Regions from separate parts of the Mus musculus genome. Here region 2 is linked to region 1. The links are chromatin contacts, called in public Hi-C maps. All regions are on one chromosome and are shown on one strand. The core of a region is the stretch at or near the end of the contact, and the rest is flanking DNA. Distances in the headings are between cores, read along the strand shown. Region 1 holds the start of 4930401G09Rik (RIKEN cDNA 4930401G09 gene). Region 2 has its middle 30 kb from the start of A930005G22Rik.

Region 1 (4,356 bases), core at 721-3,220:
GCAGGCGGATTTCTGAGTTCGAGGCCAGCCTGGTCTACAGAGTAAGTTCCAGGACAGCCAGGGCTATACAGAGAAATCCTATCTCGAAAAAAAACACACACACAAAGAAAATCGAATCTAAGGCATGTGAGGATGTGTTTTGCAGTGCTGTGGTGCTGCTCACTGGTGGAGATCACTTTCTGCTCTGGCAGAGGATAATAAAGGGCCCAGAACCCAGATAGTGGGTCAGAACTTTACATAATTCCAGTTCCAGGGAATCCAACACGCTCTTCTGGTCCCCACGGGCACCAGAAATGCACATGGTACATGTAGGCAAAACACTCATATACATAAAATTAATAATGATGTAAAAAATATGGTCACCGGGCAGTGGTGGCACACACCTATAATTCCAGCACTTGGAAGGCAGAGGCTGGTGGATTTTTGAGTTCAAGGCCAGCCTGGTCTACAGAGTGAGTTCCAGGACAGCCAAGGCTACACAGAGAAACCCTGTCTCGAAAAAAAAAAAAAAAAAAAAAAAAGTCTATGAAAATACATTAAATGAGTCCCTACCACATTGTATTTAAACATTTTTTAGACGGAAAGGCTGCCTACAGTTTGTGTAGCTGCTATGCACATGTTTGAGGAAAGCTATATCTGGGCTTTTTTTCTTTTTAAACATTTGGCTATGAATGTATACTATTTGTGTTGTTTTAAAAAATCCTCCCATCCAAAAAAAAAAAAGATCCAAGGCTGTTCAGCTGCTACCGGGATTTCTGTCGCTCTTGTCAGTTCCATAGACTGTAAGTCACATGAGGACAAGAACCCTTTGGGCAGAGTTAAATCAGTCAAAGGACTGGGTAGGGGGTGGGTGTCCAGCACCTGCAGTACCGCTCGCTCCCAGTGGGTGGCAGGCTCCTCCTAGGCGGGCGCCGCCCAAAAGCCTGGGCCAGGGAAGTCCTGCCTTCGACCTTCAACGTGGCTGGTCTCCTCTCAGGTTCCTGGAAGGAGATGGAGGGAGGTGAAACCTGAGAAAGGAATACAGGGAGAGAGGTCGGCTCAACCCCGGGGGCTCTTTCTTCCGGCCTTCTTCTGAGGCTTCTCATCTTCCTCACATTGGTACAAGAAATCTTCAAGGTAGGCATGGTGGTGCTCCCCCCACCCCCACCCCCATTATCCCAGCACCAGGGAAACTAAGGCAGGAGAATGAAGAATTCCAGGCCAAAACACATGCCTTTCATCCCAGAACTGGGGAGGCAGAGACAGGAGAATCTCTGTCAGTTTGAAGCCAGCAGGGTCTGTCACTATGTATAGTGAATCCCTGGGTGCGTGAGGGATGGGAGTCTTCAGTTATTCTAGTCAGGCCTGTTATTCCAACGACTCTATATTCTGGAACAAAAAGATCACAAGTTCAAGGCCAGCTCCAGGCTGTAGATTGAGTGCCAGGCTAGTGTGGGCAACTTGGTAAGATCTGTCTCAAAACAGGAAATAAACGCTAGGCATGTACTTTTAAACGCAGCAATAGAAGACAGAGGCAGAAAGGACATTGCAAACTCAGGGCCAGCTGGGGCTTCGTGGTAAGAACCCGTATCAAAAACAAGACATGGACAAATTACGATTAAGAAGGCTGGGGATGTAGCTCAGCAGTCTGGCAATTGCCTAGCATGCCTGAGGCCCTGGGTTCAATCTCCAGCACCGCAAAAAAAAAAATTTTTAAGTAACAATCAAACAAATAAATAAGTTAGAAAAGAAAAGGAGAAAGGAATTGGGACAAAGCAAAGTGCTTACCTAACTGCACAAGGCCTGCGCTCTGTCTGTCCCTAGCACTGTGATAAAAACAGCTGTGGTAATAAATGCCTGTTATCCCAATATTCAGGAGGCGGGGGCAGGAGAATCAGGGGCTCAAGGTCATTACGTAGCAAAACCAAGGCCAGCCTGGGCTACAGGAGATCCAGTCAGAGAGCTCTGAGAATCCTCATTTCCTGTAGGAGTGGGAGTAGATAAGAAATACGAAGAAAAGTCCCATCCCTCCCCCAGGAACTGGGCACAGAGCAGAAGGCAGGAACCTTTCCTGAAAATCTGCATAACTCAGAACTCACCTGACAGTTGATTTACTGCCCTGCTTGGTATTCCCTTTGATCTTCAGGTGGTGGTGAGTTGTCTGAAGTGGGGGGCAGGGACACACACACACACACACACACACACACACACACACACACTCACTCACTCGGGTTCTCTAACAGAGCTGCAGGCCCTGAGCCACCTCCTCAGCTTTTGGTTTGTTTGCTGCTTCATTGGTTGGTTGGTTGTTCTTTTCTTTTTAATGACTTCTTTGTTTTTATTTCGCGGGAACTGGTGTTCTGCCTAAGTGTGTGTCTGTGTGAGGGCGTTGGATGCTGTGGAGTTGCAGGCAGTTGTGAGCTGCGATGCGGGTGCTGGGGATTGAACCCTGGTCCTTTGGAAGAACAGCCAGGGCTCTAACCACTGAGCAGTCGCCCCAGCCCTGTTTGTTTTTAAGTAAGGGTCTCACTATATAGCTCAGGCTGGCCTTAAATTCCCACCCTTTTGCCCTAGCCTCCTGAGTCTCTCCCTCCTCCTCCTCCTCTTCCTCCTCCTCTTCCTCTTCCTCCTCTTCCACCTAGTTTTTTTCCTAACTTTTATTTACCATCTCTGGTAAGAAATCGAGAGAGCAAGAGAGTGAGAGAGCAAGCAAGAGAGTTCAGTAGTCAGTGCAAGCGGAGATCAGAGGACAGCTTTCAGGAGTTGGTTGTCTCTCGCACCACGTGGGTCTTAGGGAACTGAACTAAGATTTTTAGGCTTCATGTTTTTGTTGTTTTTGTTTTTTGGTTTTTTTTTTGTTTTTTCTTTCTTTTTTTTTTTTTTTTTTTTTTTGGTTTTTTGATACAGGGTTTCTCTGTATAGCCCTGGCTGTCCTGGAGCTCACTTTGTAGACCAGGCTGGCCTTGAACTCAGAAATCCGCCTGCCTCTGCCTCCGGAGTGCTGGGATTAAAGGCGTGCGCCACCACGCCCGGCTTAGGCTTCATGTTTAGTGCCTTAATCAATGACTCACCTCTCACCTCACCCCTCTGTCTTCTTTAATAACCGCAGGTCAGGGATCTGGGCAGTAGCTCAGCTAATAAAGTGCTTGCCTTACAAGCATTCAGACCCCAGGTTCAATTCCTAGAACCCATGTGGAGAAAATTAAAATAAAATAATATAATATAATAAAAAAAGAAAGAGAAGGAGGAAAAGTGAAAATCCCAGCACTTGGGAAATGAGACCAGAGGACTCCTAGGGCTCGACAGCCACTGTAGCCTAGTTGGTGAGGTTCGTGAGATTCAGGCCTGCCAAAGAAAAAGCTCCAGTCTTTAAAGAACAATACCCAAGGTTATTCTCAGGCTTCTACCTACACGCGCGCACATATACACACACGCCTGTGCACCTGCACACACACATCTGTGTAATCCCTCCACCTGTTCACCTGCATATACCTGTGCATCCTCACACACCCGCACATGCACACTAATTGTAGATAAGACAGTATATAGTTAAAATTAAGAAAAGAAAGACAGGGCCGGGCAGTGGTGGCACATGCCTTTAATTCCAGCACTTAGGCAGAGGCAGGCAGATTTCTGAGTTCAAGGCCAGCCTGGTCTACAGTGAGTTCCAGGACAGCCAGGGCTACACAGAAAAAACCTGTCTAGAAAACAAACAAACAAGTTTGAGGCCATCTCCAGTTACAGGAGACCCTGCCTCAAAACAAACAAAAACAAAAACAAAACAAAATCCAAACCAAACCTAGCAATCAAAACCTTAGAGATAGGAGGGGGGCTAGAGAGATGGCTCAGTGGTTATTCCCAGCAGGGCCGCTCACGAGCTGGAACTGCTTTCAGTTCTGCAGGTGGTGCACGGATATATATACGTGCAGGCAAAACATTCGTACACACAGATAAGCAAATTAAAAAAAAAAAAAACCCATAAAAATAAGACCAAAGAGCAACAATGGAGGTGGGGGGGTGGGGAGGGAGAGAGAGAGGGAGGGAGACAGGGAAAGGGGAGGGAGGGAGAGAGGGGCAGAAGGAGGGGGAGGGGAGGGAGGGAGAGAGGGGCAGGAAGAGGGGAGAGGGGGAGGGGAGGGAGAGAAAGGGGGAGCAGGGGGAGGGGAAGAATGGGAAGGGAGAGGGGAGGGAGGGAGAGAGAAAGGAAAGCGAGGCTGGAACACCCACTTCACTGCTCACCCTCTGGATGAGAGGGGCCACATTTACATCTGCTAGAGCCAAGAGTCTTTGTTGCTTCCCTCTACTGAACCCTTGGGTTGTCATTCAGGGACTCCCAGGGCCACTGTCACTCACTCTGTCTCACCCACGTTGTAGACT
Region 2 (4,356 bases), core at 466-2,965, 39 kb after region 1:
GGGGTGCGTGGGGTATTTTCAAGGAGATGGAAACGTTTTTCATCTGACAGTGAGCTACTCCAGAGGATGGACTTGTCAATGTTCATCGAACTGGACACTCAGAGTGGATATCTTTCCTTGCTTGTAAATTATACTTCAGTGAAGCTGGGTTGGTTTCTGTTTTTTTGTTTTGTTTTTTCTTCAACAAGGAAGTATGTAACTGTGATTCCAGATCCCTGCAATGCATTTTACACTATTTTAGAGTCTGATTTCAACCTCATTTGTGGGCAGAAACTATATTAATTTCCCCTCATTGCTCAGAAAAAAAAATCTTTTTATAAAAAATATTTATTTCATGTGTGTGTGTTAGCTAGGGTTTCTATTGCTGCAATAAAATATCATGACCAAAAAAGCAAAGCAAGTTGAGGAGGAAAGGGTCTCCCCGTGTAGACCAGGCTGGCCTCAAACTTACAAAGCTCCAACTGCCTCTGCCTCCCCAGTGCTGGGATTAAAGGTGTGAGCCACCACTCCAGGCTCAGCAACAATTTCAACCCCTCCCCTGGCCCCCTTTTAGTGCTGGGGACAGACCCAGACCCAGAGCCTACTAGGCAAATCTTCTCAGCCTCTGGAACTCAGTTTGGTTCTTAAACCTAAGTTGTTAAGATTAGGAAATAGTTCACAGCTACCCTGGTCTTGTTGGATGCCAAGGTCACTGCCTCTGTTGGAGAAACAGACAAAAATGGACCGATGGATTAGCTGCCCAGCTAATTATAATAGATATGCCCCTTATTAGCTATGTGGCTTTGGGTCCTGTACACCCCCAATCCCCAGTATACCAGCCTTCATTTCTGTCGCTCAAAAATGGAGGTCATAGCAGCCCAAATCTGGGGGGGGGGGGATGTTTTATGAGTTATAGGAACCCTGGAGCAGGGAGCTTACCATTTTTAAGCCAGCCTGGGCTACAGACTTTAGGTCTAGCCTGGGCTACATACACACTGAAGTCCCATCTTAAAAACAAACCAAAAAAAGGAGCCAGCCATGTCAAATGCTTGGGAGCTATAGGCAAAGTAAGTGCTGGGTAATTGTTAGCTGCCCCTATTGTGATTGAAAAGCGAGCAGGGAGCTAGAAAAGGCCCCGGGGTGGGGGTGGGGCCCAATCTGTCCAACCTGAGGTGGGAGATGGGCCAAAGATGCTTTCCCAGAGAGGTGATACTTTCAGAAGGGACTGGCTAGTTCAAGTGGTCTTCTGGGGTGGGAGGGAATGGGAACAGCTTGGAGCAAACGTTCAATAAATATTTACTCAATAAATAAAAGTAGACGATTCGAGGAGGTCTTGCCAGTAACCAGGGGGGACAGAGCAAACCTGCTAGCTAGAGCGGACTGGGGGGTCCTCAGGGGGCGGGGTCTGGGTGACTTGTACTATTGACACTTTTCGACCCCACCCTGTCCCCAGATAGACCCGGGACACCCCCACCCCCACCCCCAGACCCTTGTCTCAGAGGCTCTAGAAGGGATTGCTGCTAAGGGCTGGGGGCCAAGGGTCCTCGAGGGCCTTCGCCCCTAATGAGAATAGACCGAGTCCCCACGAGGCGCCTCTCCCGTTGTCCGAGCCACAAAGGAGAGGGATCAATGCGAGGCGGGAGCGGCCGAGGGGCCTCCTCTTTGTGCGGCTGTCTCGGGCCTGTTTGCGCCGCCGTCTCCGTGCCCCCATTGATCAGGCATGTGGAAAGATTCCGCCTCCCGGGCTCCCTTTGTGGCAGCGTTGCCAGGCTGCGGCCCCGGCGTGACTGCGGCGCTGCGCGGCGCGGGGCGTTCGCCCTGCGGTGGGCACGGGCTTGCGACAGAGCGGGGTCCCGGGAGGGTGGCGATCGCCAGATTTAGTGAGCGAAAATCGAGAAGGCCCGATTAAATTCCTGCTTACGACAGATAATAAAAGCAAAAAATAAAAGTCCCAAATATTGTACAGGGGATGCTTATGCCACGTGTTGTTGGTCTGACATTCAAACTTCACTCAAGTATCTCGGATCTTATTTGGTACCCCAGGAGACAGGGAGGACGACATTTACCATCATCCTGTGGGATTTTTGTTTATGAGCTTGCTTTTTGTTTAACCGCTTGGGCACACACCCTCTGAACTCCACCTTCACTCCCCCCAACCCCCTCATCATCCCCCCCAACCTCCCACCCCCACCCCCTCCCTGCCAGACCACTCCTTGTAACCCTGGTTGGCCTGGTACCTACAGTGTGGCCTGGGCTGGCTTCAAATTCAACATCCTGTCTGGGTTTCCCAAGAGCTAGGACCACAGGCCTTCGAATATTACTTAGCTAGACTAAATTGAATTCAATTTTTTTTATTATGCTGGGGACTGAACTCTATATATTAGGGCTGAACCACACCCTGAGATATGAACTACTATGTAACATTTCCTTCTCTCTCCCTTTCTCCCTCTTTCCCCCACCTCCACCCCCGTGCCAAAGCTCCGTGCAATAACATGGTCATATCAAAAGCTGTGCACTAACATGGTCATATCAAAGGCTGTCTTTGAATTTCTGGTCCTCATGTTTCCATTTCCCAAGTTTAAGTGGGGAAAAAAAATGGCTGTTGCTGTTTGAGGCAAGATCTCTCACTTTTGGGCTGGTGAGACGGCGCAGCAGTTAAGAGAGGTTAAGACTGCTCTTCCGAAGGTCCTGAGTTCAATTCCCAGCAACCAAATGGTGGCTTACGACAATCCGACCATCTGTAATGAGATCGGATGCCTTTTTCTGGAGTGTCTGAAGACAGCTACAGTGTACTTACATAGAATAATAAATTTTAAAAAAAAAAATTTTTTTTGTTTTTTTTGAGACAGGGTTTCTCTGTATAGCCCTGGCTGTCCTGAAACTCACTTTGTAGACCAGGCTGGCCTCGAACTCAGAAATCTGCCTGCCTCTACCTCCCAAGTGCTGGGATTAAAGGCATGTGCCATCATGCCTGTCTTATAAATAAATCTTAAAAAAAAAAAATCTCACAATGTATCCCAGGGTAGCCTATGATCCTCCATCACCCTGCCTCAGCTTCCCAAGGGCTAAAATTATAGAAGGGATATAACAACAACTGGAACTGTCATTATTATCATTGTTTTGACTGTTATTGAGACCAGGCCTCACTATGTAGACTAGGCTGGACTTTAACCTCAGAGATCCTCCTGCCTGTGCCTCCTGAGTGTGTAGATTAAAGGTGAATACTTACCACATTTGGCTAGACTGAAATATTTTTTTAATTTAGCTTATTAACAATAACATAGTAACATATATATATATGTTAACATGAATGGATTTTTAAAAAAGATGTATTCTTCATTTATGCATATGTGTGTGTGTGCTCACACAAATGCTCTAGGACCTAGACAAGTTCACAGAGGCCAGAAGAGTACATCAGATACCCTGGAGCTGGAGCTATAGGCAGCTGTGAATAGTCTAGTGTAGATGCTGGGAATTGAACTTGGGTCCCTGGAACAGCAGCAAGCACTCTTAACTGTGGAGTCTGTTTTCTTGTCCCAAACTTGGATAAATTTGCTGGCAAGTTTTTAACCTACGGGGACTGCTGAGAGACTGCATATAGAATGTTCCCGTTGTACCAGAAGTTTCTCATGAACTGATTGGCATTGCCTTCCCAGGGAGCAGTCACTAGCGTGCCGTCTGTGCCCAAGTTCTCAGTAAATGTTCTTGAACATCATCGGATGGAATTGTCCAGTCTGTACCGTGAGTCTCGCTGTTTTGCCTCACACAGCCACATCTGAGGCTTTTTCCCTGCTGTGGGTTGGAGCCGCCTTTGCCACTGGCTGAGCAGTATTTGCTTCCTGCCTGTGTCCCACTGTTTGCTCTCCCACTCTCCAGGTGAGGGACGCCTACCTAGCCTTAGAGCTCTTCCCAGGGCTGTTGTCTTTTTGAGACAGGGTGTCAGTGTGCTTACCCTAGGCTGGCTTCAAGCTCAGAGATCTGCCTGCCTCTCTGCCTGCTGGATCAAAGGTGTGCACTACAGCCCCGCAGCCCTTCCCAGTTCGGCTATGACTGCACCTGTACTAGTCACCACAAGGACTTCAATCTATTTCACCAAAGCGAAACGGCAGAGTTCAAAGCCTGCAGATGCTGCCTTCCCTTCTCCTCCTGCATATGAACTCTGCCGGAATCTAATAGATTATTGCGGGTTCTGAGACTGCCTTCTTCCGTAGAGCCACAGTCTTAAGCCTTACTGGAGATTAGAAGTTACTAGGACAAACAAGATCAGAGGGAGATGCAAGGTTAGAGCACTTGCCCAATGTGCACAGAGTCTAGGCTGGCACTGATGTAGGGGAGAAGACAGAACAGGGTGACTTAGAGTGAACCCCGAGCAAGAGA

What was found. A called contact is a pair of places that touch in the nucleus more often than the background predicts.
Region 2: a Hi-C map of nephron progenitors shows a contact between it and region 1, with 2.1 times the contacts expected there. The contact joins the enhancer-like site here to the promoter of 4930401G09Rik in region 1. A contact is called at or near these places in 6 of 39 promoter capture datasets (embryonic stem cells, frontonasal cranial neural crest, maxillary cranial neural crest and 3 more), 1 of 15 datasets of contacts at CTCF or cohesin (embryonic stem cells), 8 of 484 Hi-C or Micro-C datasets (cerebral cortex, embryonic stem cells, forebrain and 2 more), 9 of 115 datasets of contacts at active chromatin or transcription factors (craniofacial prominence, embryonic forebrain, embryonic hindbrain and 4 more) and 3 of 9 other capture datasets (adipose tissue, liver and pancreatic islet).

Annotation. Positions count from the first base shown.
Region 1 is chr5:115,358,153-115,362,508 of GRCm38.p6, forward strand. It overlaps 4930401G09Rik (RIKEN cDNA 4930401G09 gene), which reads right to left and starts at 1,971. Exons shown (of 2, transcript NR_163911.1): 1 at 1,768-1,971; 2 at 548-980. It also overlaps a transcript of Msi1 not described here.
Region 2 is chr5:115,396,911-115,401,266 of GRCm38.p6, forward strand. It overlaps a transcript of Msi1 not described here. Among named protein-coding and RNA genes, the nearest start is that of A930005G22Rik, 30 kb to the right of the region's middle. Within about 2 kb of position 1,716, at least 104 of the 459 cell types and tissues checked have an H3K27ac peak or open chromatin away from gene starts, as enhancers often do. A contact at or near this core is called in cerebral cortex, embryonic forebrain, forebrain and 3 more, where this site is marked.